2 separate regions of the Drosophila melanogaster genome follow, and region 1 is linked to region 2. The links are chromatin contacts, called in public Hi-C maps. All regions are on one chromosome and are shown on one strand. Each heading gives the region's core, a stretch centred on a gene start, on an enhancer-like site or on the middle of the called end of the contact. The rest is flanking DNA. Distances are from core to core; before and after follow the strand shown.

Region 1 (2,932 bases), core at 367-2,866, 86 kb after region 2:
AGGTTAATCGGGCGATAATGAGCGCACTGCCCGGTATCAGCCCATGAAAAAATCACTCTTATTTGAAGCTCACTGCCCACTTGTATTTTTTGTATATTTTTTTTTTTGACAACAATTAGACTAATGTATGTGGCCCCGAATTCCCTTTTCATCCGGTTTAGGTTGATAAGTCCCATGGACTTGACGACATGTAACTTTCGATTTCAGGGCCCCACAGAAGACGTCTCCCCCAAATGGGTCACACATGCATTTTCCCAAAATATAGTATTGCTTATTTCTGGAACACATTTCTTGGGCCCCTGCAGGCTGTCGCTATTTATTTTTAAATATTTTCCCAAGTTCTTTCTATTCCGAACTAACGAACGTATCGCTAGTAAACAGACAAATTATGCTGCTGTAATGACTTACAGTTCTTATCACTTTTCAGCGGAAACTCAATTAACACTTTGAGTACTTAACACAATTATCAATTGATTGGATGGGATTCAGGACACTATGTGGGTTGAACCCCAATCACTGGCACTACCGAAATCTTTCCGAGTCGAGATGAAACCGCTGCGCCCTGTGGCGCTGTCGAACAGCAACTGACAGCTGAATTCCCAGCACGAAGCTTTTATGGAAAGATCGCTTGGCGCGAGAGGCTGCGTTATGCGGAGCAGCATTATCAGCAGTCGAGAACATATGAGTCGGGTTATCATCACGGGTACGACATAATCTACGGGTATGGACCCACCGGTTCCACATTAATGGTTAATATCAGAAGAAGAATCGATTACTACGTCATCGCTCAAGTCGAGTGGAATTAATGAATGAATCTCGCCATGACCTCATACATACACATGATTCACGAGCCGGTCGGTCGGTCATTTGCTCTCCGAGCACTTTTATTTCGCCTGCATCCGATCGCATTAGATCGAAATAGCCAGCAAATGCGTGATCTCATGAGGTGCTCTTTACACGACTCGAGGGGAGAACACGGATTTGGGTACTCCAAGTGATTCAAGGCAGTTAGGTAGAAATATGCAAATCTGGTGACCTTAGGCTCTATTTCAGTCCAAATCGGCAAGACTCGGGTATCTGCCATATATCCGTTCTGTCTGCTGATTAGAATGTTACTGTTTATTGAATTGTTTGGAAATTCGACCGCAATGACTTGACGGATTTGGTGGGCTTCCCCAGCCGAAGAACAAGAATGGTTTCTACGAATGAGAGGTAGAAGTACAACTGTGCTTTGCAGAACTTCATATCATAGTTGAAAAAAAAAAACAAGAGGGCATTTTTTAATAAGCTCTTTTCATGTCGATTTTGCATTATTCACCCATTTCAAATATATTTCGTTTTAATTTGTGAGCGAAGTTAAATGAGTATTAAATACATATTGTATTATTGCGAACAAGCTAATAATAATCTGTCTTAGAAAGTGAAACAAAATAATATATCTTTTTGCGAGTCTTAAACACTAAACATATTTCTATAATTTGATAGATTGCAGACAATTTCGAGACTTATTGGTTTTTGTTTTAAAATTTGAATTCAAAATAACATCCACTATGTTCCCAAGTCCACCGTTCCGCTGTGGAACATGTGGATGTCGTTGCGATTTATATCAGAAACGGTCACACGTAGAAAAGAAGAAGAAGAAGCAAGTACGTGGTGCTAGAAGTCAGACCGCAACGACTGCAATATTGCAGATAAACAATAATTTTGGCCACACGTCTTCCAGCGTTTGGACTCAACGTAACATGTACCTGGCGTGTCAAGTATTCAAAATTCGCGTGAAACACAAAGGAACCTAAAGCATTGGCCATGGGCACGGAAGCAGAACAACCGAGTCCACCTGCTCAGCAGCAAGATCAAGAGAATCCGCCTCTCTGTAAGGCACAAAATCCGAAGCCTGCCCGCCTCTATCGCTTTGTACTGATCTTCGTCGCTGGCAGCCTGGCGGCCTGGACGTTTCATGCCCTAAGCTCAACGAATCTGGTCTGGAAACTGCGGCAGCTCCATCATCTGCCGACCGCCCACTACTTGCAGACGCGTGACGAGTTCGCACTGTACTCCGTGGAGGAGCTAAATGCCTTCAAAGAATTCTACGACAAGAGCGTCAGCGACAGTGTCGGCGCCAGCTACACGGAGGCGGAGCAGACGAACATCAAGGAGGCGCTGGGGGCACTGCGAATGGCCCAGGACTTGTACCTGGCGGGGAAGGATGACAAGGCGGCGCGTCTATTCGAACATGCTCTCGCTCTAGCGCCCCGACACCCGGAAGTCCTACTGCGCTACGGCGAGTTCCTTGAGCACAACCAGCGCAACATTGTGCTGGCGGATCAGTACTACTTTCAGGCTCTGACCATCAGCCCGAGCAACTCCGAGGCACTAGCCAACCGTCAGCGCACGGCAGACGTGGTGCAGAGTCTGGACGAACGCCGCCTGGAATCGCTGGACTCCAAACGAGACGCCCTCTCCGCCATTCACGAGTCCAACGGAGCCCTGCGACGGGCAAAGAAAGAAGCCTACTTCCAGCACATTTACCACTCAGTAGGCATTGAGGGCAACACCATGACGCTGGCACAGACGAGGTCTATCCTAGAGACCCGCATGGCCGTAGACGGCAAATCCATTGACGAGCACAACGAGATCTTGGGCATGGATCTGGCTATGAAGTACATAAACGCTAGTCTGGTGCAAAAGTAAGTTGAAATTGGATATAGCTAGGCAGTATGAAACAATCTATCTGAATTGTTCACAGAATCGATATCACTATTAAGGACATCCTCGAGCTGCATCGCAGAGTTCTGGGGCATGTGGACCCAATTGAAGGGGGCGAGTTCCGACGTAACCAGGTGTATGTTGGAGGTCACATACCGCCAGGTCCCGGCGATCTCGCGCTGCTAATGCAGCGTTTCGAACGGTGGCTAAACTCGGAGCACAGTAG
Region 2 (3,058 bases), core at 491-2,990:
GCGGATGTCACAGGCGATGCGGCCCTCGTAGATGTCGCTCTTCAGCTGCAGAAAGTAGTAAAAGCGCGTGGCTTCGTCGCTCAAGTGGCGCACGCCAGTGGTCACGTAGTGGCGAACGCGCAAGTAGATCTTGGGGCCCGCCGCATACTTCTCCAGCTGCCGACTGAGCGAGCGCTCCAGGTCGATCCATTTGAACTCGTCCTCCTTGTCCTTGCCCTTGACCAGGTAGCGCAGTCCAAAGAACTCCGGCTGCTGGATTAGCAAACGTTGGCAAACGTTGTCCAGGCACTCCTGTCCCTTGCTCTCCGAGCTGATCGTGCAGTCCACTGTGCTGGATGTGTCTGCAATGTAGGTAAGAGTGAAAACGTGCTTCAAACATCGGCCTAAGTCGCTCCAAGCACTCTAAATTCGCCGCACAACAACAATTTGGCCCTGCCCGTCGCACGCGCAAATATGCAAATAAAGTTTATAATCTCTTTCGAGACCTTATACGTTTTATGGACGGAAATTGTGGCGGCGCCGCTCAATTGGCTTCTCTCATCTGTCGTATTTCCTAACTAACGAAACGTAGGCCTAATGTCTAAAACCTTTCTGATGGTTGGAGAAATTTGGGTGGTTTTAATTGAGTCAAGGTCTTCAGTTCGCTTGCCAAATAAGTACATTCGGTTAAGTGTATAAGAACTACAAAACATGCTTTTGTTTAGCCCAAAATCGAGAGTAAATAATATACAAAATGTGAAGTACGCAAAGTTAGGAAGTTCTCATAGGCAGTCTGTTAGTTTTAGAATTAACGGTCGCTGTTATGTGTCCTGTGCGCCTCTGTTAACTCAGCGACTGTTAACTAGAATGCAACAAGTGAAGGCATTTTTGTGGTCTGTGCCTTGGAAGGCGAATTCCAGCTAAACTGGAAGTGGGCGCCGCATGACAATCGTTGTGCACATTCCCAATTAAATAATCCCAATTGCAATGGCAGACGGCAGCTGTTAAGTTGTGGCTTTGTCACCGATTTCTTGTTGTTTCTATTGTCTCGTCTCCACTGTTGCTATTGCTGTTGTTGTTGTTGTCGTTGCTGTCGCTGTTGTTGTTGTGGGGGGCGTAGCGCCTCTAGGAATGTGGGGCTTACTCACCCAGCAGGTGATGCACTGATATAACAAACAAACTCTTGGACGTAACATTGTACTGGCGACACTTTTTCAAGAATTTCAATGGCATTTTTCGACTATTTTGCTCCACCGGGGCTCCGCTGGGCTCACAAAAGTGGCTAAAACGGCAGCACCATCGACACCACAGGTTTTTTTTGGGGGAGTAAATTGCTCAATTGGAATTAGCCGATTTGAATCAGCTGATTAGACACGCAAACCAGAGCACTGCGCGTATTGGTTAAGTAAAGTTAAAGATAGTAATTGGGCAGTTAACGACAATAAATAAAGGAATTCACGAGAAATAAAACGAAGAGACCGAAGTGCTGATATCGATACGCAGGTGCTGACTGAGTATCTCGGTGGCTGGCATCGAATGGATCGATAGGCGGCATTGACTATCGGTATGTCTTTGCGCAGTGGGCTGCAAGAAAATAGGTTTAGTTCTGTTAAAGAAAACAAGTGCAACCAAGAAATATGTAACTGAAACAAAACAGTTTATATTTTAAAATATATAACAATGCAGTCAGCAGTGATTAAATAAAATTCCTAAAGATATTAAAACCACTGATACACACGAATACTTCGTTGTACACAGCAAGAGAATAACGGTTTCTAGCGAACAGTAAAATATCAAACTTAACAGAGCTACTGGACACATAGGTGGCGTGCTGGCATAGCTCTGTTATCCGTTCCAACTCCAGTGCTGGAAAGTGCGCGCAACTGAGAAATCCACACCGCGATTCGACGACGGTCCCTCTGGAATTCAGTAATTTAGTACTGCTGCTGCCGTGGTAGTCGTCACTTCCCCTTTGCACTTGCCGCCCTCCGTCAACGTTTTATCGAATAAAGCGAATTAAAATTAAGATCGTGGCTTCGCCCCGCTGCGTAACTGAATAAAGCGAATTTAAATCAAGGGCTTTGACGTCTGCCAAGCTGCTGAGAGGGGCTGCAACAGGAAGAGCACCAGAGACGGGGCACAAATCCACATCCACATCCACCGATCGTCGTCTATCTACAGAGGATTAGGAGCAGCGCAGTCGGAGATCGCGATCGGTGAGTTTCGAGGAGCCGAATCACAAGGCCACGCACTGTCGAAATCCAAAAAGCAAAACCCGATTACCAAAATCGAAATCCAGTCCATAATTAATTTGCTGCTTAGATATTTCGAGCGCTGCATTGGCGGTCAAGGTTGCAGCGACGAGGACAGATGATGGAGCAACCGTATCGCTCACTCGCTCGCTCACACACACACACACACACAGAAGAGCCCTGCGAGCGAGTTTAAAGTTCAGTACCTGTTGCTGCGCTCGCCCAGTCTCCCTCTCCCTCTCGCTCTCGCACAGCCTCGCCGCCGCCCGTGCGATAGTGCGCTCTCGCTCACTCCGTCCGCGCTGCGTGTAATTTAATTTAATTCACTTCTGTTATTAATTTGCGCTATTTGCACGCTGTATCGCCGCCTTTCACGTCTCAAACCGAGTCGTAGGCCGAATTGCATAACCAAAAACGCGACTCGGGTCGCCAATCGGCCATCAAGTTACTTTTCTGCTCGTGGCTCTCCGCTGAGAACAGCTGTCGACTGTCTGCTTCCCGTACAGTAAGCACTCGATATGAGCGACGAAGCTATGTTCTTAATTTCCGTTAACCTGCCTTTCCTTATTCAAAAAATCAACATTTGAAAATCCTAAGTACACCAACTTTACACATTTTCCAATTGGAGTTGGCGTTGCATTTAGTTTCCAATTTATTAAAAACAATTTGTGAAAAAAGCCAACCGATATATTGTTTTATGCTAATTAAACACACACACATTAATGACGATGTAAACAAAATCCTAGTATCAAAATTTACTACAACGAAATTGAAAGTGGCTTAGTTCGAAAAGCCGAAGTGTGTATACTCTTGCTGCCTTGTATAAC

What was found. Hi-C and Micro-C count contacts between places; a contact is called where the count stands out from the background.
Region 1: a contact with region 2 is called in a Hi-C map of the OSC cell line, with 2.3 times the contacts expected there. The contact joins the promoter of Fic here to the promoter of Pez in region 2. A contact is called at or near these places in 17 of 107 Hi-C or Micro-C datasets (the Clone 8 cell line, the Kc167 cell line, the OSC cell line and 4 more).

The regions. Positions count from the first base shown.
Region 1 is chr2L:6,422,720-6,425,651 of dm6, forward strand. It overlaps Fic (Fic domain-containing protein), which reads left to right and starts at 1,617. Exons shown (of 3, transcript NM_135182.2): 1 at 1,617-2,687; 2 at 2,747-2,932. The coding sequence starts at 1,807. Tig (Tiggrin) reads right to left here and starts at 591. Exons shown (of 6, transcript NM_001298741.1): 1 at 409-591.
Region 2 is chr2L:6,336,931-6,339,988 of dm6, forward strand. Pez (Pez,) reads right to left here and starts at 1,741. Exons shown (of 8, transcript NM_001273198.1): 1 at 1,718-1,741; 2 at 1,128-1,563; 3 at 1-341. The coding sequence starts at 1,212. It overlaps Cpr (Cytochrome P450 reductase), which reads left to right and starts at 1,906. Exons shown (of 7, transcript NM_057810.4): 1 at 1,906-2,195.